Regions from separate parts of the Mus musculus genome. Here all the other regions are linked to region 1. A link is a contact called in public ChIA-PET, Hi-C, HiChIP or PLAC-seq, capture Hi-C and promoter capture Hi-C data. All regions are on one chromosome and are shown on one strand. The core of a region is the stretch at or near the end of the contact, and the rest is flanking DNA. Distances in the headings are between cores, read along the strand shown.

Region 1 (3,407 bases), core at 516-3,015:
TCTTGATGGATGGTAGGCAAGACTACCCAGGCCTTCCCTCCCCTCCTTCCCCTCTCCCTCCCTCCTTTTTTTCTTCCTTCCATTCTCCTGAACCCCCATCTCACATCTTCTAGGATGTCTTTGCCCCTGAACATATATCTCACATCCCTTATACGTTAGTTTCTTTTCTTGGCATCATATAAATATAGGGAATGACCAAAGTCAAATAGGTGGGGCTTGGTGGGCACACCTGTAACCTCAAGCACTCCAGAGGCAGAGGTAGGATTGGGGTAGTGTGGGCTAGGTTATTGAGACCCATCTCTGTTTGGGTAGTGTGGGCCAGGTTATTGAGACCCATCTCTGTTTGTTTTTTGTGTTGGTTGGTTGGTTTGTCGAGACAGGGTTTCTCTGTGTAGCCCTGGCTGTCCTAGAACTTGCTCTGTACGCCAGGCTGTCCTCGAACTCAAGAGATCCTCCTGCTTCTGCTGCCTGATTAAAGGCGTGCGCCACCACCACTGTCTGGCAGTTTGTTTGTTTGTTTGTTTACCTACATGTATGTGTTTGTCTGGGGTGCAGTATGTGCACATGTGAATGCAGATGTTTGTAGACGCCAGCATAGGGCATTGGGTCCCTTGCAGCTGGAGTTACAGGTAGTTGTGAGCCAAATGATACCGGTGCTGGGATCCCCCCCCCGATTCCCCCCCCCATCACACCTGTGCAAAAGCAATACATGTTCTTAACCATTTGGCCATCTCTCCAGCCCCAAGACCTATCTTAAAAAACAAAAAACAAACCAGCCACACATTTACCACACAGGACACACTGACCTCTCTACTCACAAACTGAGCCACCTACAACGCTGTGGTAAATCTCTGCCGTGTGTGTGTGTGTGTGTGTGTGTGTGTGTGTGTGTGTGTGTGTGTGTGTCTCAAGCTGCATGCTCGAACACACATGTACACCAAACGGGATTCACTCACCGGCTACTCTTTCACAACAGGGGCACAAAGCCTCTTTCTACTACACCCACATGCGTGCCCAACAGGTCACAAATGCACGGCTCACCCAGTACGTACAGTTTCCTGGTCTTTCTTCCTCTGCACCTGCGCAGCGGGCATAAAGAGAAAGTTTCTCTACTGGAGGTCTAAGTGCCCCCGCCTACTGGGCCTTCATTCCATTCCATTTCTCTTTCCTTCTCCCCTCTCTGAATCGCGCGCCTGCGCTGGTGTACACACACACACACACACACACACACACACACACACACACACTAACAATCCCCAAATATAGTCTTCTATCTTTCCACATAAACACACAGGCATTCGAAACTCATCCCTTCCCCCCCTTTCTGTCTTCTCCTCTCTGCCCTTCTTCCTTCTTGCACACAAACACACCCCACAGCTGCAGTGCCCAGGGTCATACTACAGTGCAGGCACCAGGCAGGAGACAAAGGTCGCCTAGGCTCCCAGAACCCCAACTGGGCGCAGGTGGACCTGACACCGGCTCCGTCTGTCCCTCGAGAGGGTCCCGGCGAGGTGTAGATTAGGCACGCCAAGCTGGAGGTTCGGGCCCGCACCCCTGGACCCACCGGTATCCGGGGCAGCTAGAGTATCCAGCGCTCCAGCATGCCAAGGGTTAAGGAGCCCGCGGAGGTGTGGGGGGGAGTCTAACCGACGCTTCTGATTGGCTGTTTCTTCGGGGCCCGCAGCCCCCGCACTTCTGTATTGGTTCGCGGCGGGCCCCGCCCTCTGGCCTGGGCGCCCCAGCCTCGCGCGCCGCCCCGGCAGCTAGCCCTGAGGTTCGAGCGTAGAGCTCAGCCCAGCGCACTTGGAGCTGGAGCCTTAGCGGGAGGTGCATCCTAAGCCCGGCCGTTCGGAGCCCGGGAGCGACGGTGAGTACTCCCGCAGCCCGCTGTGGCTCCATGCAACCCCGACGGTCCCGACAGCGGGGCGGCGATGGCATCCTGGCTGGTTCCTGGCGAGCTGGGCGTCCCCTTTAGCTGAGGCCCGCGTCCCGCTGTTCACTGGCTTGGACCCGGACAGGAGTTGTGGGGGGTGTCCGGTTCGCGTGGACCTTGGTTCTGGGCTGCTGGGCTGCTCCTGGCGTGGAAGACTCGGGGTCGCGTGCTGGATTTTGGGGAAGAGTTGGTGAGATAGGTTTGGGGTGTGCAAGTCCCTGAGCTGAGCTTGGCTTGGCTTGACTTGGAGACCGTGGGCAGCTAGGCCAGGTCGATTCAGAGACGTCAAGGTTCAGCTGGACTTGAGCTCACACCCCGCATAGTCCGAGTGGCTTTGGGATTCGAGAACATCGTGGGAGACTAGGGCACTTTTCTCCTACACTGATCCTGCAGTGGCTGCCTGGCTCATGGGAAGGGGAGAGATAGCTCAGAGAGGAGGGGATAGTCTGAGGTTCTGAGGGTTATCTGGTGTTCCCAGCATCTCCCAGTAATGAATCCTCAGAGGAGGGCCCAAGTGCTGACTCCCGTGGTCCAAAGCACCACGGTAAAGGGGTCCTTGAGGAAGAGGGCTTCTTTGGGGGCTCAAGCCTCAAGCCTGATATCCATCTAATCCAGATCTGGCTGCTTTTGAGAGCTTCGGAGTGATGAGTTGACTCTCTGGCCTAGAGCCAAGGCCTCCGGTTACCTCTCCATCTCACCCAGGGCCATTTGCTTCTTCTCTCCCTGTGGACCTCTGATTGCCTCTCCTAGAGCCGAGCTCTTGGCGTGTGTACTGGACCCAGGACACCCTGTGTGGCCTGAGGAGATCTGCCTGGGTTCTCTGCCTTTTGGTCCTAGAGACTTGCCTACATCTGTGATGTCCCTTCCATGCCTGAGGGGTTCGCTGAGAAACAGAGGGGCATCATGGAGAGAGCTGAAGATGCTCCAGAGACAGCCTCAGGACCAACCCGTGCCTGGTCAGAAATTAAGTCTCCCTTAGACAGCCCTTTTCTCTCTTACCCACTGGCGTCTTTCCCCTGAGACATCATTGGTCTCTCTGGAGACCGATGACTTAATTCTCCCGCCCCCCCAAGGTGCCCAGAGATCATCTTGGACCCGACTTACCTCCCCCATTAAGAATCTCCCAAGAGCTGGACAGTGGTGGCGCTCACCTTTAATCCCAGCACTTATGAGGCAGAGGCAGGAGGATTTCTGAGTTCGAGGCCAGCCTGGTCTGCAGAGTGAGTTCCAAGACAGCCAGGCCTATACAGAGAAACCCTGTCGCGAACTCATGTCTAGTTTCATGGCCGGGGAATGTGTCACCTGTGGGCCAGCTGTTGCTTTAAAGCTTGAGGATGTGGGAGAGCTATAAAAGAGGGAGAGACTTTGAGGTCATACGTCCTCTCTTTAGACCCACCCTGGCCTGAGCCACTCGCAAAGAGGACCGTTTCCTCCTTACAAAGCACCAGAAAGTCTGGTGTGGTCCTGCATGTTC
Region 2 (3,591 bases), core at 100-2,599, 320 kb after region 1:
ACTTTAAAATATAGTTAGTGCCTTATATCTGAAGTTGTGTAGGAGGCTGGAAAATGGGTCAACTAGTCTGGTGCTTTCCAATCACGGGCGGCCTTACAAAGAGAAAGATTTAAAATAGTTATATGTAGAAAATCTTGGTAACGCTTTGTGTTGTATGAAGCAAGACATTATCTTCTGAGGCCTGTTGTTTTATCTTTTTAGTCGTGGGAGCATGGGCAGGGAGAAGAGCGACAAGCCAATTCCAGCTGGAACAGCCCGTCCCAACACGTTCCTGAGGGGCAGCAGCAAAGACCTGCTGGACAACCAGTCCCAGGAAGAGCAGCGCAGAGAGATGTTGGAGACCGTGAAACAGCTGACAGGAGGCCTGGATGCTGAGCGGGCCAGCACTGAGGCCGACCGAAGCAAAACGAGGGAGCTAGGTGAGAGGGCCCTGGGATGCAAGACAGACCTCCTATTGGCTTTAAATTCAGAAGCAAAATACAGAGACAGGACTGGCGAGGTCATTCAGCAGATAAGAACCCTGACTCTGCGTCTGGACGACCCATACTCAGTTCCCACACCCTCTTCTGACCTCTGATCACACAGCACTCATGTAGGACAGGTACAGTACTCATACACTTAAACAAAAAAATAAGCAGTAATAAAGCTACCAAGACTTGATGAGTACATTCTGCACCCACCCCTGGGAGCATCCGCACAGTGTTGTCATTGGGTGTCACCAGTGTCTCTCCAAAGCTGTGCCATCACAGAGCTTCCAGTCCTCCCTGTCTGCCATGCTGTGACGACAAGGTCCTTTTCCTTTATGATCAGTATTCTGACTTTCTCACAGTCCTTCCAGCCCCTGGTCCCGTGGTCATCGGATGTCAGTGTGTTCAAAGCCCTGTAGGCTCTGGTAGGGCTCACGTTATCCCTGCTTAACAGAGAAGGTGTCAGCCGCCTTCTCCAGCCTCATCTCCCTCGTCACTTGTGTGGGGTTTGTTTGTATTTAGGGTGCATGTGCTCAGACTCTGGTGGCACAGTAACAGTTCTCTGTGTCTTCAGTCTGAGCTCTGGATTTTTATCGATTCACACACACCCTGTCCAGTTCTTTCTTAGAAGAAATTGAGTTAACTTGCAGAAACACTTGAAACAGGAGCTGATAGATAAAATGGTTTTGAATCATCTTAGAGTTCATGATGATGAGTAGAGATGAGACAGACTTCTGGGGTGGAGCGGTGGGAAGCATAGGAGAGCGGGGCAGCAGGAGCAGCCAGCCAGAGGGGAGGCGGGAGTGGCCAGCCAGAGGGGCAGCAGGAGCGGCCAGGCAGAGGGGAGGCAGGAGTGGCCAGGCAGTGTTTACACAGGTCCCACACTGGGCCAGTGTAGTCAGTACTCTGTCAAGCAGGCACTCACCCACTGTGTGTTCTAGAGGCCTTTGTGGGCTCATTCTTTAAGCAGTTGCAGGGAAATCAAAATAAAGAAACTGCCAAGCTGTGGCTCTAAAGGTTCAAACTATCCCTAACTCTGGTCATGGCTAGAGCGCAGACTGTGGTATTACTGTGTACCTCTCTGTCCTAAAGAAAAGGGCCTTTGATTTTCCTTTCATTTGTCTGACTCTGTCAAACCAATATCCGTAAGACACCTGCCCTGAAAAGCCAGCGTGCGAGCACGTAAACATCACCAGCCAAGGTCCAGTTGGACTGATACTTAGTGTTTTATCTTCTTGCTCTTTGATCTCATTCATAGCAAAATCGGAAATGTGTGCAGTGCCAGCCCCTGACAAGCCTGCACTGTCAGAAGAGGAAGTGGAGAGGAAGTCCAAGTCTATCATTGACGAATTCTTACACATCAATGACTTTAAGGTAAATGCTGACAGTGAAGGCAGCAAGCAACTCTTAGGCAGCCCATGTCAGAGAGCATGGCAGCTTGGCGTGACCTAGGTGTCATTATGAGCAGATAAGACATGGATTTCGTAATCCAGCCCTTCAGGGTTCAGTTGGCTCAGCTCTTGCATTTCTGCCAAGTTCTCTATTTTAAACTGATGATCTCTGTCATTCACAAATTTAATAGTGGGAAAAGAGAATGGATTCCAGTCAGTGTAACCGAGAGGAGGCTAAACTGACGGTGGCCTTAAGGAGCAGACAGCAGAGTACCACTGCGGCTACTGCTGGCCCCGTCCCACCTGTCTGGGCCCTTAGACATCATAGCATCATTTTCCTTTCCGTGGGTTATGACTGCCATCATTTTTCCTTTGTTTTGTAAGTGGGAAACTGAGGCACAAAAGGACAGTGTGTGTTCAGGTCAGAAGGCCTGAGACATTTCAAGACACCCCCCACCCCCACCCTGTGAGCTTGCCTTTCTGACATCTCCTCCACCTGGACTCTTTAAGTGATGGTTGGTAGGACAAACCTCTTGCCTGAAAAAAGCCACAGTCCAGTGACAGACAGAGCAGTGCAGGTGACTCCACAGATGTCCTGAGCTAGAAGGGGTGACGGAAGATCGTGTGACCCAATCTTGTTTACCGCTCAGGTCAGAAGGTGTCTCTTCTGTTAAACAGCTGCTAGATAACTTACACTTTTGCTTTGGTATTATTGAAAATCTTATTATTCATTTTTTTGAATAACCTAACCATTATCTGCTTTTTGTACACAAAATCACTTTGATTATGTCTATCCAAACCCTGAAACCTTCCTTCACACCTGTAGTAGCCAGCATCTGGAAGTGGGAAGAATGGTATTCTAGAGGGTTTTGTTTGTTTTCAGTTTCTTTTGAGGCCTTGTGCAGGCCAGGCTAGCCCTAAACTCACTAGCCAAGGTTGATCTTGTCCTTTTAATTTGCCTGCCTCTGCCTCCCGGTTCCTGGATATGTAGAGGATGTTGTGTTGTGTTTTGAGACAGTGTCTTGCTCTATAGCCCAGTTAAGTTGGAGCACTTACATGACTTAGAGCTGCCTCCTGCCTCAGCCTCCCTTTCCTGGAGTTGTAGTCATCAGCCCCCAGACCAGCCAGAGAAAGCTTTTGGTGATGTTAAAGGTGAAGGGATGAGTCTGCAGACCTGACCCTGGAACGGAGTGAGCCTTGAATGAACAGCAGAGGGCTGCTGCCCTGCGCCTGCTCAGCCTCCTTCCTAGACAGTCAGCACTGACTAGCTGGCAGCACCTTGGCTCGTGGAGAAACATGAAAGGCAGGAGAGCCTGCAGAGTGACCGCAGGTGACACAGCAGTGTCTGCAGAGTTAGATGGCCAAAAAGAGGCTTCGTGCCATGTGATGTCAGCTCAAATTGAACTCCCCAAGCACAAAGCTGCAGTGTACTTCAGGGTCAGTAGTGGACACGTGAGGACACCTCCTCGCCAGTGTAAGCTTTCTGAGTATGTGGGAAGACACAAAAGTAACAACTAGTGACCTTACAAAGGTAGATAGGTTGTACTAGATAATTTGACCTGAGCACTCAAAGTATTAAATAACAGAAACGCAGATAGAGCCGCCTGCGGGCACTCTCCTCTGCTGTGGTCAGTGGCCACCTTTCTCACCTCTGTCCTCTCAAGAAGAGCTTGCTTCAGAGGGTGAAGGAAAGGGAAGGCTGCTAGCACCGTGGTATCTGCGAACTGCATGGC
Region 3 (3,619 bases), core at 864-3,363, 460 kb after region 1:
GCGTTGCTGCAGTTTCTGCTCAGCCTCTCTCCCACTGTTTGGCTAAACAGGAGTGGCAGGCAGTCTGGCTCAGCTGAGGGCCAGCCTTTTGAAGGGTGAACTTTGGGCACTGCCTTTTATCAGCAGTGTGATTTTGAGTAAACCTTCTCATCTCTCTTGAGCATGGACTCCCTGTAAATTAGGATGATGAGTGCACCAAGGAATGAGAGTGGTAGGGGTTTTAGAAGATGTGTATCAAGCATGGTGGTCCATACCAATAATCCCAGCACTTTGGAGATAGAGGTAGAAAGATCAGAAATTCAAGGCCAAGGAGCTGAAGGGGTTTGCAACCCCATAGGAAGAACAGCAATATCAACCAACCAACCCCCCCCCCTCCTAGAGCTCCCAGGGACTAAACTACCAACCAACCAAAGAGTACACATGGATGGACCCATGGCTCCAGCTGCATATGTAGCAGAGGATAGCTTTGACTGGCATCAATGGGAGGAGAAGCCCTTGATCCTGTGAAGGTTCGATGACTCCGTGTAGGGAATGCCAGGGCAGTGAGTTGAGAGTGGGTGGGTGGGGGAGCATCCTCATAGAAGCAGGGGGAGGAGGAATGGGATAGGGGGTTTACCGAGGGGAAACTGGGAAAGGGGATGATAACTTTTGATTTTTTTGGGGGGGGGGCAGGGGGTTTGAGACAGGGTTTCTCTGTATAGCCCTGGCTGTCCTGGAACTCACTTTGTAGACCAGGCTGGCCTCGAACTCAGAAATCCGCCTGCCTCTGCCTCCTGAGTGACTTTTTTTTTTCAATTGGATATTTTATTTATTTACATTCCAAATGTTATCATCCAGCCGGGCTGTGGTGGTGCACACCTTTAATCCCAGCACTTGGGAGGCAGAGGCAGGTGGATTTCTGAGTTCGAGGCCAGCCTGGTCTACAAAGTGAGTTCCAGGACAGCCAGGGCTACACAGAGAAACCCTGTCTTGAAAAACTAAAAAAAAAAAAAGTTCAAGACAAACCTGGGCTACATATACAAATCAAGGCTCTGTCCCCCTTTTATGCATCCCAAAAGAAAAGAAATTTACTCAAAGCCATTTGTTACAGTGCAACAGAGACCAATAATCAGCAGCTTTTAAACCATACTGTTTGCAAAGTGTCGGCATATCAGGCCATCAGTAATGGGAAATAGGTCAGCCTTAATTAACAGATCAATTCCAAGAAATGTATAGTCCAAGTCATAGATAGATTTTAATCTTTGCCTTATCCCCTGATCTACCTACCCCCCCCCCCAAGGTCTAGGCATGTCCTCATGCTCTTAGACACATAACTAAGATGCCACCAGCCACTCAGTCTGGTCCACGAGTACCCCACCCCCTTAAATTGCCCAATCACGGCTCAGAGACCTGCCCTTCCCAATGCCCAGGCTCCTACCACGCCCTGGTTCACGACCCGCCCCTACACCACTAGGATTCTGAGGCTGCCCCAACAACTATCCAACTAACTCCGCCCTTGCTGTCCAATTTGGCCCCGCCCCACCCAGATCACTCACTCTCCTAACCCCGCCTCCTCCTGGCCTAGGCCCCGCCCCGGCCCGGCTGGCCTCAGGGCTACACTCTGGCCCGGTTCGGCCCGCTCCCGGCGCTCCCGCCCACCGCCGCTCTCACCTGGATCTCCTGACAGGCCGAGGCGGCCCTCCGGCCTTCCGCCTGCTTCTCCTCGATCAGCCCCAGCCCCAGCCCGAAGGCCAGGAAGACCGCTCGGCCGCAAGGGCCTGCGCCGCCCCGGGCCCGCACCATGAACTGCCTCTGGATCCGCGCCGCCAGCCCAGCTACCGACTGGCGGAAGAAGCGGTAGCGGTCCGGGAGGGGGAGCCCGACCGGCCGAGGCTGTGCTCCGGGGCTTACGACCTGGCCTGGGCGCTCTCCGCGGCCCCAGGCCGCCGCGGGGCCGGGCTTCCCCCAGCCGAACAGCGGGCCGGGCTTGGGCGCGAAGCGCAGCAGCAGCGCCCGACCCAGCTGCAGGCCTCGGCCCAGTGCCTGTCGCACCGCCATGGTGGCGCGGTGACCGGAGCCAGCTGCCACCGCCACAAACGTCTGGGACAACAACAAACTTCGGGGGCGGCGCCTGTGCGCAAGCGCGGGGGGCGGTCCCCGGCAGTTCTCCTGCGCAGCACGCGGGGGCGCTACCCGCTCATCCCTGCATCCCTTGGTGCAGCTGGTTTGCACTTTGAACCCAGGTCGAGGGGTTGTGAACAACTTCACTGGTCCTGGTTAAGATGAGACGTTGAGCCAGGAAACTAATATTTGTTATCAGTCACCGATCCAGGCCCTTTACACCTGTTAGCTAGTTTGACTGTCCCCCCCATGATATGAGTGCCAATTTTGTAGATAAGCGACTGTGGTGTTTCCAGATTGCTTGCAGGTATTAGAGTTGAGGTTGAAGTTCACACTGCCCTGGCTATCGAGGGAAGACCTTGGCTCTTCTCCCCCACTCCCAAGTGCTCTCATGCTCCTGTACAGACAGGTTGGAGGTTCCGGGGCTTAGATCTTGGAGGGAAATCTTGACCAAAGGCCATAATTTATGCACCAGTGGGTGCAGGAGCTGAGGTCTGAGACTGACTGGGAGACTTAACCAGAAGCCACCCAGATGCTTAATAAATCCCTATGACTTAAACTGCTTGTTACGAATAGCTAGCTGATAATAAGGTTATTAACCCTGTTACTATTTTTACTCATTTTATTTTACTTTATTTGAGACAAGGCCTTGCATAGCCCTGGTTGGCTTGGAATTCTTCCTGTAGACTAGGATGGCCCTCTGGAGTGTGGGGATTACAGGTATATACCACCACATCAGGCTGAATAATCTTTTTGCTTGTCTCTGACTTAAGCATAATTTTGTGTGTGTGTGTGTGTGTGTGTGTGTGTAAAATCACATAATACCAAATACTGGTCATCCAGTGAAATTTTTAATTTTTTTCAAAGCCTATTTTTTTTGGGGGGGGGGGGTGTTGAGACAGGGTTTCTCTGTATAGCCCTGGCTCTCCTGGAGCTCACTCTGTAGACCAGGCTGGCCTCGAACTCAGAAATCCACCTGCCTCTGCCTCCCAAGTGCGGGATTAAAGGCGTGTGCCACCACTGCCCAGCCTTCAAAGCCTATTTTAAATGATGGTTCTTCAATGCTTTAACCTCTCTTTTAACCCACTACCCACCAGAGGTAGTGTTGGGAGCCGCCCCCACATTCGCCGTCACAAGATGGCGCTGACATCCTGTGTTCTAAGTGGTAAACAAATAATCTGCGCATGTGCCAAGGGTATTTTACGACTACTTGTACTCTGCCTTTCCCGTGAACGTCAGCTCGGCCATGGGCTGCAGCCAATCAGGGAGTGATGCGTCCTAGGCGAAATATAACTCTCCTAAAAAGGGGACGGGTTTTCCGCCATTCTCTCTCGCTGGCATCTCTCTGGCTCTGCGCGCCCTGCGCTCTCTCGCTGCCTAAAGATGTAAACAATAGAGCGCGCTCTGCGCTTTGGCGCGCCGGAGCTCTGGCTCCTAAAGATGTAAGAAGGGGCTTTCGCTTTTGGGGCTGGGGGTTTGCGCTCCTAGCTCCTGAAGATGTAAGCAATAAAGTTTTGCC
Region 4 (3,836 bases), core at 1,266-3,765, 400 kb after region 1:
CTTTAGGAAGCCACCTCCTGTTGGTGCTTCCTTGAACACAGTGCTGACCGTTGGCCATGGCTGGCACTGGTAACCTCAGCCCCATTTGCAGTGGAGAACTAGGATTAATTCAAGTCCCACGGGGATGGTGGGGGGAGGTGACATTAGCAAGGGGCAGTCCAGGGACAGATTCTAGAGGAAGGCATCGGCCCAGCCAGGGAATGACAAATTCAAGCGTCCCTTAAGTCAACTCCGAAGAATATATGAATCCACCCAAAAGTACAGACTTCTTAGGTGGTGGTGGTGCACGTCTTTAATCCCAATGGTTAGAAGGCAGAGGCAGGCAGATCTCTATGAGTTTGAGGCCAGCGTGATCTACAGAGCAAATTCCAGGACAGCCAACGCTACTCTAAGAAACCCTGACTCAAAAAATAAAAAATCAACAACAAGAACAAGAACAAGAACAAGATGGATTACCTTTGGAAGCAGAGGGGCAGGCAGGGAGCAGGGATGTCTTCATTTAGTGCCTTGAATACCACATGTTTCAGTGGAAGCCGCAGGTTTTGGGTTTTGGATCCCTTGGGAAGGAAGTGGCCTCTATTGAACAGAGAGGGGACAAACTGGGGAGAAAGATGACAACCCAGGCTGGGTGCTTCCAACATCCCTGTCTCCCTCCCCCCAACCTCCGCCCCGCCTCTCCCCGACACTGGGATAAGACCTCAGCTCAGTAAGTGCATTGCCATTTCTTTCACTTTCAAGTGAGGCATCTTGTGAGGGATGGAGAGAAAGGCGCCTGTGGAACTCTTTCACAAGAGTTCACCTCCCTTCCATGCCATGGCCACTTGCATGCCTACTCCTGAGTAGGGCCTGGTTGCCATGGGAGCAGAGAGATTAGCATATCCATCCCGTGTCCAACCGCAGAGTTACACCCAAGGAAATTTGGTAGCTACTTTGGCCCAGACTCTAGGCCAGGGCTCACCTCCAAGAGGGTATGTTCGTAGTGTGAATCTCCAATGTGTACAATACCAGGAGAACCTCCGCACATCCAAGGGACCACCAGCCTTCCCCCATGCCCTTTGACATTTTTCTTCCAAAGCATTTATTGATCGCATGGTACAAATGACGCAGTCTGGAGCCCATGTGTTCAGACAGTGTCTTACTTACAAGCCATGGCTCTGTGTCTATGCAGACCACCACCACGGCTCTCTTGTGTGCACTTTGAGACAAATAAACCCCATTCTTCAGTCGACTGCAGAAGTCGTTTTCCTGTTTTGCTTTTGTCTGTCAAACATGACTGCAGCTGGCATAGGACCGAGGTCCTGGCCACCAGGGTCCAGAGAGGTCTGAAGGGATTAGGAGATGAGGTTTCGTGGGAGGGCCTTTGAGAAAAAAGTAGATGGGTCTGTGAGCTGGCTCAGTGCATTTTGTCAAACCTGCTAAACTGAGTTTGTTCCCTTGGTCCCACGTGGTGGAAGGAGAGACCCATATCCTGTAAGTTGTCCTCTGACCGCCACACTGGGTGCACATCCATGCATCCATACAAATGCACACACACGCGTGAGCACACACATGTAATTTATTAAAATTCAGACTCTGATCTGTTTACCGTCTCAGCAAAGTGTAGTAGGTGCTTTGTACAGCCCACATCTGCCTAAACCAAACTTCAGCTCCAGTTATATCCAAGATACTTTTCCTGTCGCCCCCCCAGCCAACAGAGGATCCTTTTAAAGGTGACCCACAGAAATGGCTCATTTGTAGTCATTCTTTGGTGCATGTGTGTGTGTGTGTGTGTGTGTGTGTGTGTGTGTGTGTGTGTGTATGAGAAGATGCGAATGTTAGTTTCCCCTACTAGACTGCAAGAGGCTGTCTTCCCAGAGCCTGTCAAATGACTGATGGTGTTTCTGTGCCTAGGAACTCATGGGAGCACTGCAATTTGGTGGTTGGTGGCACAGACTGGGTCAGGAGGTTAGTCTGTGTGGCCTTTCCAACAGAAAGATTAACTCCTAAATTTTTTTTGTCTTTTTAATTTTTTTTTCAAATATATTTATTTATGCGTGTGAACCTGCTTACAAGAGTCCTTCCACCTTGTGGGGTCCCGGGCATTGACTGGGACCATGTAGGCATGGCAGCAAGCACCTTTCACTGTCTGAGCTATCTTGCTGGCCCAGTTTTCCCGTCTTTTAAAAATATGAATTCTTAGGGCTGTGGATAGGGGGCAGTGAAGTCCTTGTCACTCTCAGACTGTCCCTCTCAGTCTGTAACCCCTAAGGGAAGTGGAGTCAGATGTGGGCTCCAAGTCTTACCCTGCCTACCTCTGCGGGGTTGCTGAACCTCACTGGGCTGGAGCTGCGATGCCTGTGAGACAGAGCAGAGGATGGGATAGGGTAGTTCCTACGGCCTGGTGCATCCCCTGCACCCGGGCTCTCCCTCGCACTCGCCATTCCGTCCTGTGACGTCACGGAGGTTGCCCAGCAACGGCGAACGCCGAGACGGCGTGCACGAGCGCGAGCGTGACCCGGCCAGCTCCGGGGCTCGGGTCGTGCGGCGGCGCCTGCAGCGCGGATCCCCCGTTCCCCGCCCGGGCCCGGCCTCAGGGACGGGCGAGCCCGGGCGCGGGAGGCGGCGGCCCGGGTTCCAGCCCGCACACTTGTCCGCCGAGCCCCTGCCACACCCAGTGCGCCCCGCGGGGAGTCCCGGCCCCCTGGTGCGGCCCCGCCCCCGCCGCCAGGCCCCGCCCCGCGCGGGCTCTGGCTCCACCCCCTGGACCGGGCCACGCCCCCGGGCAGCCATGGCCTCGGAGTCAGTGAAAGTGGTCGTGCGCTGCCGACCCATGAACAAGCGCGAGCGCGAGCTGAGCTGCCAGTCGGTGGTGACGGTGGACAGTGCGCGCGGCCAATGCTTCATTCAGAACCCGGGAGCGGCGGACGAACCCCCAAAGCAGTTCACCTTCGATGGCGCCTACTACATAGAACACTTCACCGAGCAGATCTACAACGAGATCGCCTACCCGCTGGTGGAGGTGAGGGCGTCCCGAGACTGAAGGGCCAGGCTCGGGGCTCCCGGAAAGTGGAGACAGGATAGGTGGGTTAACCCAGCCCCTACCCCAAAAGCCAAGCGAGAAGGCTCCGGGCACAGGTAGATAGCGGCAGGTTAGTCTGAAGGCTTGTCCTGACTGTATCCACCGGGGACCTGCCCCCAGTGTGGTGGCAACCTCCCAGCTGAACCCAGCACCCCAGCTGGTACATGCCCGTCCTTTGCAGCTTTTTCTGCAGAACTTCAGACCCAGGACTGCTCAGCGTCCCTGCTTGTCCTAACCCGCATCGCTTGCAGCCCCATTACCAAAGACTCTAGACTCCTGGTCCTCTGTCCTCATTCCAGACCTGTAGGATCCTGAAAGCTCCAGCCATTTTCCTCAGCCTCCTTCCCTCCTAAGCGTCCCAGGAGTCTTCTCTCCTCTGTTCACACTTGCCCCCATTTCAACCCCACAAGCAAAATCCTCATGTTTGAACTCTTCTCGTTTGAGTAGTAGAGAAAACACTTGTCTTTCCAAGAAAGAAACAGTGTGGTGCTTCCATGTGCTCCAGTATCTGAGGTTTGGAGAAACCCTTATGCAAAGAAATCCCAAAATATTTAACACGGATGCTTTCTATTTTGACTGGCAGGCTCTTTCATCTCTTCTGCCTCTCCTGCCTATTGAGATGTGTTTCAAAGCCTCCAGCCTGTGTGGTGCTGAGCCAGGAATAGAGACGCATCCTTAGAACTTAGGGTCAAGCATGCATCTCTGCTTTGCTGAACTCTGACCCCACTCCAAAGGCTTTCTGACTGATAATGTAGACCACAGAGCACTTGACCAGAGG
Region 5 (3,855 bases), core at 1,081-3,580, 440 kb after region 1:
TATGTATATGTACACGTGTGTGTGTATGTATATGTACGCACGTGTGTGTGTGTGTATATAAATATTTTTTATGGGGGCACATGTGCTATGGTATGCATGTGGAGGTTGGATGGTGACCTGTGGAAGTCAGTTTCTTCCCTCTGCCATGTGGCCCCAGGGATTGAATCTATGTCATTAGGCTTGGCAGCAAGTGTCTCCAGCCACCAAGTACCTCCCCAAACCACCCAAGCACACTCCCCCCCTTTATTGTGTGTGCCTAAGTTGGGGACATGTGTCGTGATGCTTGGACGGAGAGGAGAGAGGCCAGCTTCCAGGATGGCTTCTCTCCATCCACGGTGGCTTCCGGGGATTGAGCTCAGGTTTGTGCAGCAGGTGTGGTTACTGCTGTCCTGCCAGGCTTCAGGGACCCGAACTGGAACTGTGTCCTGACATAGCCAGAAATGAATCCAGGTTGCCATGACAGCCCTCCCCTCTGTATTCCAGCATGACCTCGGTGGGCCCACAGTCAAGGGAGCTGACAGTTCCTCACCACCTCGATAAACGAGAGCTGCACCCACTTCGTGGTATTCTGTGAAGGGTTAGAGTATGTGCTAGCTCTGTACTGAGCTACTCTGCCCTCCTCCTTATACCAGAGACTTTGGTAGGCCTTACTTACTCTTGGGCCAAGGAGTTTTCACTGAAGCAGCCAGGGTACAGGGTCAGACTACCAAAGGCCACTGCAGTAGCACCAGTCAGGGGAGGTTGCTCAGGTTTCTGAGGGAATAAAGCCCCACCCACCACCATGGAAAAGCAAAGATACAGATCTCAGGTGGGAGTCCTGGGGAGGGCGGGCACCTGTGGAGGGAGCTGAAAGGGCAACAGGTGCAGATGGGCAACTCAAGGGTGTGTGCGAAGGTTGGCAGTACTCAGAGCAGAGAGCAGAGGCGGTTGAAGCTATAGGGAGAGGTGTAGGTGGGTACCTTGAAAGGGTGTCCTAACAATGGCACATCCCTAAAGTCAGTGTCACTGAGTGGTGTGGTTGGGCTTCAGAGAAGTTTAGGAACGATAATTATTATATGGAGACGGTCACATCCAGCTGGCCTGGGACTTGCATGTAGCTGAGGACAACTTTGCACTAATTATCCTGATGTTTGTATCTCGAGTGCTGAGGTTACAGCTGCCAGCTGCCATGCCTAGTTTTCTATGATACTGGGCATCAAACCCAGGCCTTCCTGCAATCTAGATAATGCATGCATCTTACCCACTGAAGTACACATCCCTAGACCTCTACGTTTTATTTCTGTCCTGAATCTTGGGTTGGTGTGTGTGTGTGTGTGTCAGAAGACAACTTGCAGAAGGCCGTTCTCTCCTTCCACCGTCTGGGGCCCAGGGATTGAACTCACGACGTCAGTCTTGGTGGCAAACAAGCACCTTTATCAGCTGAACCATCTTGCTGGCACCCCATGTTGGCTTATAGACAATTCCGCTAGGCACCACGCAGCAGCTTGGGTAGCCGCCAGCCAGGTGCGAGCCAGGCGTGTAAGGACTCCTCTCGGCTAACCTGCCTCTCTCCCTATCTCCTATTCTCTCCTCTCTCCCCCCAGATGTTCTCAGCTGGCCTCTTCTCTACCATTCTCTGTTCCCCTTTTCGGTCTCTACCCCGTCCCAAGTCCCCTTCCCTTCCACCGACGATAAATCGTCTTTACACTAGGTCTGTCGCGTGGCTTGATTGTTCAGGGGATCACCTTGGCCGGCCAGCCAAGTTGCTCCCTCCCGCCGCATTATACCAGCTCTCAATATGTGACCCCAGCAGGCCTGGACTCACTATGTGGACCAGGCTGGCCTCGAAGTCACAAAGATCTGCCTCTGCCTCCCACTCGAGTGCTGAAATTAAAAGCACGAGCCACCAATCCTGGTTGTGAAGAGCCTTTTGATCACTAACCTTCTCCTTGGCCATCCACCCTGTTTCGGGCCTGGCCAGAGCCTATTTCCCCACCTCATTGCTCTCAAGAGATAAGGGCCTGCTTCCGAGCCCGTTAGACTAGCGACAGGCGAGGAATTCACCCCTATCTGGTCCTGGTAATGACAACTGCGTCCTGGGGGAAAAGGGGCGGCTGCCTAGGAAACGGAAAATCTGGAGACGCTAGAGGAGAGTTTGAGAGATGTGGCGGGAGCTAGCCTGGGCGGAGGCAAAGGGCGCCCGGCTTTGTTGATTGGCAGCAGCTACGGAGCTGTCTCTCTTGGATTGGCCCTTTTCCATGGGGGAGGCGGAGCCTCAAGTGCGTTTCGCCAATAAGGTACAGAGACTCGGCCTCCGGAGGGCCACTTCCGGTGGCGTTCCCTGCTTCTTGGTCCGTCCCCGCAGCGGCGTGGGCCGCGGGGCCACGGAGTACCCGGACCGCTTCCAAGTGGTACTCCGCCGCTGCGAGCGGCCATTGGGCGGCCGCGAGGGACGCTTCCGGTGCCCAGGTGCTGGCCTGGGCTGCTGGGAGATGAAGATGGATCCCCGCCTCGCCGTCCGCGCCTGGCCCCTCTGCGGGCTGCTGCTGGCCGTGCTCGGCTGCGTCTGCGCCAGCGGCCCCCGCACCCTCGTGCTGCTGGACAACCTGAACGTGCGGGACACGCACTCGCTGTTCTTCCGCAGCCTGAAGGGTGAGCGCCGAGCAGAGCCGAGGGAATGGCCCGGGTTGGGGCGGAGACGGCAGCCCCCTCCGAGGGCTGCAGCAGGGATTCCTCTCCTGACCGGGTTCCGGGTTTCTTTCCTCCAGACCGGGGCTTTGAGCTCACCTTCAAGACCGCAGATGACCCCAGCTTGTCCCTCATTAAGTACGGGGAGTTCCTCTATGACAACCTTATCATCTTTTCCCCGTCGGTGGAAGGTAAGGGCGCGCGTCGCCCCTCGAAATGGGATTGGGGGGGCTCAGGAGACGGCTGTCTTCTTGTTCCTGGGCATGTTCTGGGTCTTGGGGTGAGTTTCGAAGTATAGTAGAGGAAAATGTTAATTGCAGCTTGGGCCTCGGAGATTTCATCCGTCAAAAAGATACAGCTAAGGATAGAGTGCCAAATGTCACCCGTAGACATTTCGCTTCTGGAGAAGGGGGTTTTCTCTAACAAGGGTCCTGATAAAGAAACTCTTGATTTGACTTGCTTGTGTACAAAGATTTGTCACATTATTAACATGGATTGCTGTAAAAAGTCATTCTGCAGGTCATAAGAATACAAATAGATACATACCCATCAACCCTTAAGGCCTGATGGATGTGTTTTGGCTGACCAACACAAGGCTAGTTGGTATTGGGGGTGGTGGGAAATATGCATGTATGTGAGGTTGTGCACACTTCTGTGGACGTGTAGAATCGGGTCACCTACTCTGTCACACTCCTCACTCCCTTAAGCCAGGGTCTCTCACTGAACCTGAAGCTTGCCATTTTGACTAAGCAGGCTGGACAGTGAGCTCTCAGATCAGTCTCTGCCTCCTGATGCTTGGGTAATAGGCACCGCTTGTCATTCCCAGCCCTTACTGGAGACTTGAACCCAGTGACCGACCTGTGGCTGCCTGCTAAGCCATCTCACCAGCCCTCAGAGACTACTGAATGGAGTGAAGATCTGTAACTTACACTTAACTATTTCTGTCTTACAAGGCAGTTGAGTCCACCACTAGACATTTCTGTTAAGATCTACTGAGCTGAACTTTGTCTCTCTCTTCCATGTGTATATTTGGAGAAGTGTTCTTAACTCCCTTGGGCCTGTGAGTCTGGTGTCCCCAACCGAGAATAGATGACATGAGAGTCTCATATTTTTATCTTGCTGAGATGCTTGCCCTTCCCATAGCTTTAGCCACTTCCTATGTATTTTCACTAACTAGCTATCTCCAGT
Region 6 (3,644 bases), core at 1,124-3,623, 370 kb after region 1:
TACACTGTAGCTATCTTCAGACACTCCAGAAGAGTACATCAGATCTCATTACAGATGGTTGTGAGCCACCATGTGGTTGCTGGGATTTGAACTCAGGACCTCTGGAAGAGCAGCCAGTGCTCTTACCCGCTGAGCCATCTCTCCAGCCCCTCTTTTCATATTCTTACATGATCCTAATGGTGTCTGCAGGTCCCTCAGCAGTCAGTGCCTGTGCAGGATTTGGTTCCAGGAGCCTCCTTGTTACCAAAACCTTACAACTACTCAAGCATATGCTTTACATAGTGATGCCTGTGTGAGCAGTGGCTACAGTGCACATCTTCCTGTGTGAGCAGTGGCTGCAGTGCACATCTTCCTGTGTGAGCAGTGGCTGCAGTGCACATCTTCCTGTGTGAGCAGTGGCTGCAGTGCACGTCTTCCTGTGTGAGCAGTGGCTACAGTGCACATCTTCCTGTGTGAGCAGTGGCTGCAGTGCACATCTTCCTGTGTGAGCAGTGGCTGCAGTGCACGTCTTCCTGTGTGAGCAGTGGCTGCAGTGCACATCTTCCTGTGTGATTTCTTTTGTTTTAAGATAGGAGCTCACCGTGTAGCCTACACTGCCATCAAACTCAGACTTCTGCCTTCTGAAGTAGAGTTACTCCTGGCTTCTGATGTACTTTGCACTACTGACAATGAAAGCTAGGGCCTCATGCATGCCAAAGCAAGCCTTTACCCCTTAACTATACCCTGGCTCCTCTTTTTACTTTTTATTTTGACACATTGTTGCATTAAATTATCTAGACATGCCTTAAACTTGTGATTCTCCTATCTCAGCCTGGTGGTATTATAGTCTTGCACCATTGGTCTTGTCCTCTGGTATACTTTAAATCTTCCCTAGAATATTTAAAATACCCAATATAAATGTTACGGTAATAGATTTTATAATTTATGCAACAATAGTAAGGGGAAAGTGTGTATTCAGTATAGGTATAGCTCTCCCAGCCCTAAAATGTTTTTGAGCCAGTATTGAATCAATCCTTCCTGTAGAAGGACTGATTTGAGACAGGTTTCATGTAGCCCAGGCTAGCCACAGACTTGCTATGCAATAAGATTGTCTTGAGTTGCTAGTCCTCTTGCTTCTACCTCTAAAGTAATGGGCTCACCGTGTGTACCATCACACTCAAGTACGTATGTGCGTGTGCATTTAGAAAATGTATAGGGACGCGTGTTTGTGTGTTCAGATGCATGTGCACATACAGAAAGAGGTTTGAAGTTGATGCTCAGAGTCTGTCTTGACTGTGCCACTGAATACCTTGGCTAGTCTGGCTAGCTAATTTGCTCTAAGAGTTTTTCCCCTGCCTCCTTTAAGCTGGGAATACTGGTGGACCACCACACCCACTTGGCTTTTGCATGGTGTCTGGGGTCTGAGCTTGAATCCTCATACTTACCTGGGGAGCATTTTACCCATTGTCTTAGTTTCTTTTCTGTTGCTGTGACAAAACACCATGACCAGGGCAGAAAATGCTTAATTGGGCTTTTGAGATCAGAGGGTTAGAGTCCTTGATGGCAGAGCAAAGACACTGCAGGAATGGCATCAGTCCTTTGAAACCTCAAAGTCCACCCTTGCAACGCCTCCTCTAACAAGGCTACATCTCAATCCTTCCAAACAGTTCAGCCACTGGGGACCAAATATTCAAACGTAGCAGCCTATGGAGCCATTCTCCTTCAAACCGCCACACACTGAGCCTTCGTCACAGTCCCTGGAACTCTCTTCATGTTGGGCTAAATGGTGGCTCCATGGTTAGGAGCATTGGTTTCCAGTACTCAAATTGTAGCTCCCTGCTATCTAGCTCCAAGGGGCCTGATGCTCCTCAAGTACCAGGCATACACATGGTGCACAGACAGACAGACAGACCAGCAGACATGCATACACACACACATATGCAGGCATAAAAATGAATAAAAAACATAAAAAGAAATATTTAAGAAACCCTCATATCTCAACGTTAGATAATGATTTTTGTTTGCTGTGATAGATCAGTGTTATTTACCAGTAAAGAGGGACATGGCGACACCTTGGAGAGTGAAGGAATCGCTGCCAAACTTGCCCTTAGTGTGGTCCCCAGCCCACATGGCAGAAAAAGAGCTGCCTTTTCATATTGTCATCTGAGTTACATACATAACTTACATAATATTCTATCATTTAAACATACAGTTCTGAGTACTTTAGTGTGTGTGTGTGTTTGAGAGTTTGACACGGGATCTCATTTTGTAGACCAGGTTGGCCTTGAATTCACAGAAATCCACCTGCCTTTGTTTCTCCCTTATGAGAGCTGAACTTAAAGGCTTGTACCACAGCTGGCTTTCCTTTCAGGAAATGTAGACCAAATCGTTTCAGTTGTCACAGCTGCTCAGTTGTGGATTTATGCAGACAGTGCTGTGTGCACTACTGCTGCCCCTTGTCCCTGCTCCAGCCACCTCAGATTCTGAACGGTTGAAGCATTTTAGACGACAATGAACCGAAAACTCAGTCCCCCTCTGTTGAAGCTCTTTCCCCTTTCGTTCTGTAAGGCCAGGCCATACTGCTGCTCTCAGCTAGCTCCATGGAGGCCTGACAGCCTTGTTTTGTTTTGTTTTGGGGACTGGAGAGAAGGCTCAGCAGTTCAGGGCACTGTCTGCTCTTCCAGAGGACCACAGTTCAGTTCCCAGCAACCACATGGTGGCTCACAACCATCTGTAATAGGATCTGATGCTCTCTTCTGGTGTAGCTGAAGACAGCAATAGTATACTCACATATGTAAAATAAAAATAAATAACCATAGGATCTCATGTGTCACAGGCAGGCTGTCATATCTCTGAGTGTCATCACAGAGGTCTGCCTGAATTACTGTCCGTGTCAGTATTGCTCAGCAACACAAATGTGCTTCCCATGTTAAGATGCTTGCAGGAGCCTTCACTACTTCAGTTTCCTGGGAGGGGCGGGGGCGGGGTGATTGGCTGTGCCTGTGTGGGGTACAAGCCCACTTGTACATGTGTCTGTGGAGGCCAGAGGTCACTTCTAGTGTGCTGTTCCTCAGGGAGTGTCATTTATCTCCAAAATTGGATTTTTTTTAAAGTACTTTTACATGTTCTATAAATTTGGTTAGTATGAGGAAAGCCAAAAGCTTTGTAGGTTTGGGCCACATAGTAAGACCCCCCATTTGGGAGAAAATCATGTTTTTTGCTTTGTTTAATTGTTTAGGGCATTCATCAGTGTGATGCTAGTAAGTTCCAGGGTCTTGGCGTGGTCTGGCAGTTAGAAAGTTTGCACTATATGTGAGGCCTATAAATATGTCAGTAACGGCTTTAGGAGGAAAGGAGTTCTGCTTGTCCAGGATGCCTGCGGTTTGGTGTTCCGTTTTTGTCTTTTTAACAAGATATTACACATAATAGAATTTACAACTTTAGTTCTGGAAATAGCCTCATGTCTGTTTCTGCAAGTCTTCTTTCACTGACATATTTATCACGGTTGTTTTTCTTTGCAGGCCCCAGTTGTTGAAGAATGCTCTGCAGCGAGCAGTAGAGAGAGGCCAGCTCGAGCAGATAACTGGCAAGGGTGCTTCGGGGACATTTCAGGTTAGCATCTGAAGAAAGGTCACTTGTCAAACTGCTTCTCAAACTGTTGAAGA
Region 7 (3,769 bases), core at 1,213-3,712, 500 kb before region 1:
ACAAGGATCACCGGAGCAGGGAATGTGTTTACTAAGCACAGGTATTGTCTCAATATGAAAACATCTTGAATTTAAATAAGAGTTTAACAGAATATAAGGCACTTTAGGGTCTTGAACAAATTGTTTAAAAACAAACTCCTTGTAAATACTCAGTTGCCAATCTCTTATGTCAAAATCAAACTAATTGTGTTTTTAATTTTTATTATTATTGTGTGCATTTATTTGTACACATACACACTGGCAAGAGTGTGAAGATCAGAAGACAGCTTTTGTTTTTGATTCTTCAAGACAGGCTGTGTAGATGAGTCTAGCCTCAAACTCAAGAGTTTGCCTCTGCCTCCCCAGGGCTGGGATTAAAGGCTAGGACCACTAAGGCCCAATGGAGAACAACTTTGGAGAGGATTCACTCCTTCCACTTTGGGTTCTGGGGGACCCAACTAAGGTAGTCAGGCCTGTTGGACAAGTGTTGTTATCCACTATACCATCTCACCAGCCCAAACTAGTTAATTAAAAAAAAAAAAATGGTGCACATATAAACCTTTTAAATATAGGCTAAAAAAAACACAATAGTAGGTAAGTATTCCAATTTTATATTCCTATATGTCACATTAAGGCTAACAAATTTTGGAAGATTTTGGAAGATTCAAGCTCCACAACTACCAACTACAGAAAGCCAATTTGAATCCACCACTCCAGTATTTTACAAACATCATTTTCTATACAAATGAGCAATAATGGGAAAAGTCTTGTTCAAACATGAGCCACCCTTACAGGGATGCACTGGATATCATTTGCTTTGCAGTGTTAATGTTCTTCAATGCTAGTGTGTACTATAATCAAAGGACACACCATTCTAGTGATCTAAAAATATTACTCAAGTTTTTAGGGTTAGAAATTAAAATCAAGGTTGGTAATTCAAGTAGCTCATTCCTGTAAGCCCAGCTCTTGAGAGGCAGAGACTAGGAGGTCCCTCTATGTTTAAGGTTAACCGGGGCTACATATGGAGACCCTGTCTCAAGATAAAAAAAAAAAAAAAATCCAAAAGCCCTTTTAATGGAAAAACTAAAGCATGCAACTTTGAAGTTGCAATCCTAACAAAGACAAATCAGGGGTATGACGAAATTCTCTTTTCACCTCATTCTTCAAACCATGCACTGAAGTTGGGTTCTTTACATCAAGTAAGTCACAATTAGTGTGGCAAAGAATTGCTCCTGCAATTCACCCGAGTATATAGCCAAGGGGTCCTTTAAAGATCATACCTACACAAGTGGCTGCAGACAGTGTATATTCCCTGACCAAAATAACTTAAACCTAAGATTTTGAACCTTCGGTATTTTAGGTGCATCTCAGGCAGCCTGAAGACAGGCAACAGGATTTCAACAACAACAAAAAAAAATTGCCACCTTACTCTGAACCAATGTGCTGGGTTGACCCACAAAGGCCGCAAGATGCTGTCTTAATTTGAATAGCCCTGACTTGTAGGAGTTAAAACTCTCACCCCTTATGCTGCGATGACGTAATCTTCCACACTGAATTTCTCCCAGAGTTAAAGGGGTGGAAAGAGGAATTTACAAAATAGTAATAATAACCGACAAAGAAAATTTCCTGCTAGGAACGAGGAACTGAGTAAGTGGCCAGGCGGGGTTTCGGGAGGTGCTTAGGCAGGTCCCGGATGGCAAAGAGGCCGGCCCCGGCAGGAGAGCCCCGGGAGCCGCGGGGCAGGAGAGGACACGGCGCGGGGCTGGAGACCGCCGAGGGGCGCAGGCGCAGAGCCGCCCGGTCCGTCACCTCGGCCCCGGCCCGGCCCGGCCCTGCGGCCGCAGTTCCGCTCCCCTCCCCCGCCAGCCGCAACGCGTCCGTGGCGGGGCCGGGGAAGCAGGAAGTCGAGGCCCACAACGGAGAGACAGCCCCCGGCCTCCGACCCCGGTCCGGACCGGGCGTCTCCCACCCCGCGCCCCGGGGCCTCGGAGCCCGCGGGCGGCCGGAGGGGGAGGGGAGCGGGTGGGATGGGTGTGCCCGGTCCTCTCGCCGCCGCCGCCGCCGCCGCCGCCGCTGACAGCTCGGCCGGGCTGTGCCCTCGGCCGCCGCCATCCCCGGCCGCGCCGCGCCGCCATTCCAGCCCTAAGCCTCGCCGCGACCCCGCCTCGCTTCCCTCAGAACCCGGGCCGGCGGGCGCACGCGACCCCGGCAAGCCCTCCCTCGCGGCCCACCGCCCGCAAGCACCGGGATGCCCCTGCCCGCGAGCATCCTCGAGAACCGAGAGAGGACGGGGGGGGGGGGGACACGCGAAGGGGACCGGGCGGCGCAGAAGACGCTCCCGCAGGGAGGCTTCTCGGGCCCCGCACTCACCTCAGCTTCTCCGCCGGGGCGTTGGCAGCACTGCGCGGGGCCTCCTCGGCTGCCGGACAGGGGCACGCGCCTGACGTCAGCACGCAGGGGACGCATGGTTGGGTGCCCGCGGAAGTGGGAGGGACAAAGAGAGAGAAGGGGCTGAGGGCGGCTCGGGCTCCGCCCCTTGGCGCGCACGCGCGCGGGCTGCGTTCCTTGCATGCTCTGGTTGGCTCTCTGCGCCTTTTAACGGTATTTTTTATCCGTAATAAAACTATGAACAATGATGTGCACGGTGTTGTAACTAAAGTTTATTTTGAGTCTTGCAACTTCGTGAAGAAAAGTGTTGTAAATATGTTTTACTTTTATATTTTTGTTTATTTTATTGAGACAGGGTGTCATTATGTAGCCCTTGCTATCCCAGAATGGCTATGTAGACCAGGCTGTCCCAGAACACAGCAATACTACTGCCTCTGCTTCCAGAGTTCTGATATTTCAAGAAATGTACTACCATGCCTGAGCTGTCTCTCTCTTTTTTGTTGTTGTTTTTTGTTTTTTGACAAGAGTTTCTTTCCATGGGTAGCCCTAGCTGTATTGAAACTTGCTGTGGAGCCCAGGCTAGCCTGGAACTCAGAGAATCCCTTGCCTCTGCTTCCTGGGTGCTGGGATTAAAGGTGTGCATCACCATACCCAGGCTACCGGGTTTGTTTTGTTTTGTTTTGTTTTTAATAACTTGAGACGTGATCTCGTTTAGCGCAGCCTGGATTTGAATGCTTAACTAGGTACCAGAGGTTGATCTTAAACTGCTAAGCCTCTACCTCCGAAGTGCTGAGCTTATAGGCGTGCCCCTCCATAGCCTGCCTCTTTGCTTCTCTGAGAGAGGAAGTGACTTGCTGTGCACAGCTTTATCTGTCTGTTTTTGGAGTGGGAGTTGAGTATCACCCTCGGTTTTGTTTAGAACTAAAGACTTTCCCCCTCAAAAAAGTCCTACATTTACTGTCCCTGAGTGCTCTCCCCTGGCCCCTTTGGTTGGATCTGACCTATCAAATCCTTCTCTTCCCTGTCATCTCGGCGCCTGTTGAATAGCTGCCTTCTCTGGCCGTGTACTAGCTGCTGGAGAATAGAGAGCCTAGCCTTCTGTCAGATGCTCCCCAACATTAGAGGAACCTTATCTCAGTAATGTTCTCTTGCGGGCTGGAGATGTAGCCCAGTCGGTAGAGAGCTTGCCAAGAATGCACGAAGCCCCACGTTAGTGCCTCTACCACATTCATAATCCAAGCTCTGAGATGGATGGCTGTAATCCCAGCACTTGGGAGGTGGAAGCAGAAAAATCTATGGTGACCCTTGGTTGCATAGAAGATTCAGAGTGTCCTAGGATACAAAACATCCATTCTCAAAAAACAGGAGGGTGTGTCTTAAGGAGGCAGAACTCTGAGACCTC

Evidence for each region. Promoter capture Hi-C pulls out the DNA fragments that hold promoters and counts their contacts. A called contact is a pair of places that touch in the nucleus more often than the background predicts. ChIA-PET counts read pairs in DNA pulled down with a chosen protein or histone mark. HiChIP or PLAC-seq counts read pairs in DNA pulled down with a chosen protein or histone mark. Capture Hi-C pulls out chosen DNA fragments and counts their contacts.
Region 2: a Hi-C map of liver shows a contact between it and region 1, with 2.0 times the contacts expected there. The contact joins the enhancer-like site here to the promoter of Ece1 in region 1. A contact is called at or near these places in 4 of 39 promoter capture datasets (the C10 cell line, cranial neural crest, hippocampal neurons and 1 more), 1 of 484 Hi-C or Micro-C datasets (liver), 1 of 115 datasets of contacts at active chromatin or transcription factors (embryonic stem cells) and 1 of 9 other capture datasets (adipose tissue).
Region 3: an H3K27ac HiChIP or PLAC-seq map of thymic regulatory T cells shows a contact between it and region 1, with 2.8 times the contacts expected there. The contact joins the promoter of Pink1 here to the promoter of Ece1 in region 1. A contact is called at or near these places in 2 of 39 promoter capture datasets (cranial neural crest and pre-B cells), 7 of 484 Hi-C or Micro-C datasets (CD4 T cells, CD8 T cells, embryonic stem cells and 2 more), 3 of 115 datasets of contacts at active chromatin or transcription factors (large pre-B cells, stem cell-derived neural progenitor cells and thymic regulatory T cells) and 2 of 9 other capture datasets (embryonic stem cells and liver).
Region 4: a contact with region 1 is called in a capture Hi-C map of embryonic stem cells, with 2.8 times the contacts expected there. The contact joins the promoter of Kif17 here to the promoter of Ece1 in region 1. A contact is called at or near these places in 3 of 39 promoter capture datasets (embryonic stem cells, neural stem cells and pre-B cells), 4 of 484 Hi-C or Micro-C datasets (embryonic stem cells and stem cell-derived neurons), 5 of 115 datasets of contacts at active chromatin or transcription factors (embryonic stem cells, neural tube, pancreatic cancer cells and 1 more) and 2 of 9 other capture datasets (adipose tissue and embryonic stem cells).
Region 5: an RNA polymerase II ChIA-PET map of memory CD8 T cells shows a contact between it and region 1, with 27 read pairs. The contact joins the promoter of Ddost here to the promoter of Ece1 in region 1. A contact is called at or near these places in 12 of 39 promoter capture datasets (the 3T3-L1 cell line, the C10 cell line, cranial neural crest and 7 more), 7 of 484 Hi-C or Micro-C datasets (CD4 T cells, CD8 T cells, embryonic stem cells and 2 more), 6 of 115 datasets of contacts at active chromatin or transcription factors (embryonic limb bud, embryonic stem cells, large pre-B cells and 2 more) and 2 of 9 other capture datasets (embryonic stem cells and liver).
Region 6: a promoter capture Hi-C map of pre-B cells shows a contact between it and region 1, with 2.2 times the contacts expected there. The contact joins the enhancer-like site here to the promoter of Ece1 in region 1. A contact is called at or near these places in 5 of 39 promoter capture datasets (cranial neural crest, embryonic stem cells, neural stem cells and 2 more), 3 of 484 Hi-C or Micro-C datasets (CD4 T cells, CD8 T cells and Th1 cells), 2 of 115 datasets of contacts at active chromatin or transcription factors (microglia and stem cell-derived neural progenitor cells) and 1 of 9 other capture datasets (pancreatic islet).
Region 7: an RNA polymerase II ChIA-PET map of memory CD8 T cells shows a contact between it and region 1, with 7 read pairs. The contact joins the promoter of Cdc42 here to the promoter of Ece1 in region 1. A contact is called at or near these places in 2 of 115 datasets of contacts at active chromatin or transcription factors (memory CD8 T cells and microglia).

The regions. Positions count from the first base shown.
Region 1 is chr4:137,860,515-137,863,921 of GRCm38.p6, forward strand. Ece1 (endothelin converting enzyme 1) reads left to right here and starts at 1,766. Exons shown (of 19, transcript NM_001369179.1): 1 at 1,766-1,867.
Region 2 is chr4:138,182,927-138,186,517 of GRCm38.p6, forward strand. It overlaps Eif4g3 (eukaryotic translation initiation factor 4 gamma, 3), which reads left to right. Exons shown (of 35, transcript NM_172703.3): 26 at 202-419; 27 at 1,726-1,841. Among named protein-coding and RNA genes, the nearest start is that of Mir6399, 22 kb to the left of the region's middle. Within about 2 kb of position 1,350, at least 19 of the 459 cell types and tissues checked have an H3K27ac peak or open chromatin away from gene starts, as enhancers often do. A contact at or near this core is called in liver, where this site is marked.
Region 3 is chr4:138,324,183-138,327,801 of GRCm38.p6, forward strand. Pink1 (PTEN induced putative kinase 1) reads right to left here and starts at 2,114. Exons shown (of 8, transcript NM_026880.2): 1 at 1,651-2,114. The coding sequence starts at 2,037.
Region 4 is chr4:138,259,736-138,263,571 of GRCm38.p6, forward strand. Kif17 (kinesin family member 17) reads left to right here and starts at 2,516. Exons shown (of 15, transcript NM_010623.4): 1 at 2,516-2,998. The coding sequence starts at 2,768. Sh2d5 (SH2 domain containing 5) reads left to right here. Exons shown (of 10, transcript NM_001099631.1): 10 at 1-1,233.
Region 5 is chr4:138,302,408-138,306,262 of GRCm38.p6, forward strand. It overlaps Ddost (dolichyl-di-phosphooligosaccharide-protein glycotransferase), which reads left to right and starts at 2,331. Exons shown (of 11, transcript NM_007838.3): 1 at 2,331-2,631; 2 at 2,748-2,858. The coding sequence starts at 2,472.
Region 6 is chr4:138,230,743-138,234,386 of GRCm38.p6, forward strand. It overlaps Hp1bp3 (heterochromatin protein 1, binding protein 3), which reads left to right. Exons shown (of 13, transcript NM_010470.3): 9 at 3,501-3,591. Among named protein-coding and RNA genes, the nearest start is that of Hp1bp3, 16 kb to the left of the region's middle. Within about 2 kb of position 2,374, at least 5 of the 459 cell types and tissues checked have an H3K27ac peak or open chromatin away from gene starts, as enhancers often do. A contact at or near this core is called in pre-B cells, where this site is marked.
Region 7 is chr4:137,355,297-137,359,065 of GRCm38.p6, forward strand. It overlaps Cdc42 (cell division cycle 42), which reads right to left and starts at 2,463. Exons shown (of 6, transcript NM_009861.3): 1 at 2,350-2,463.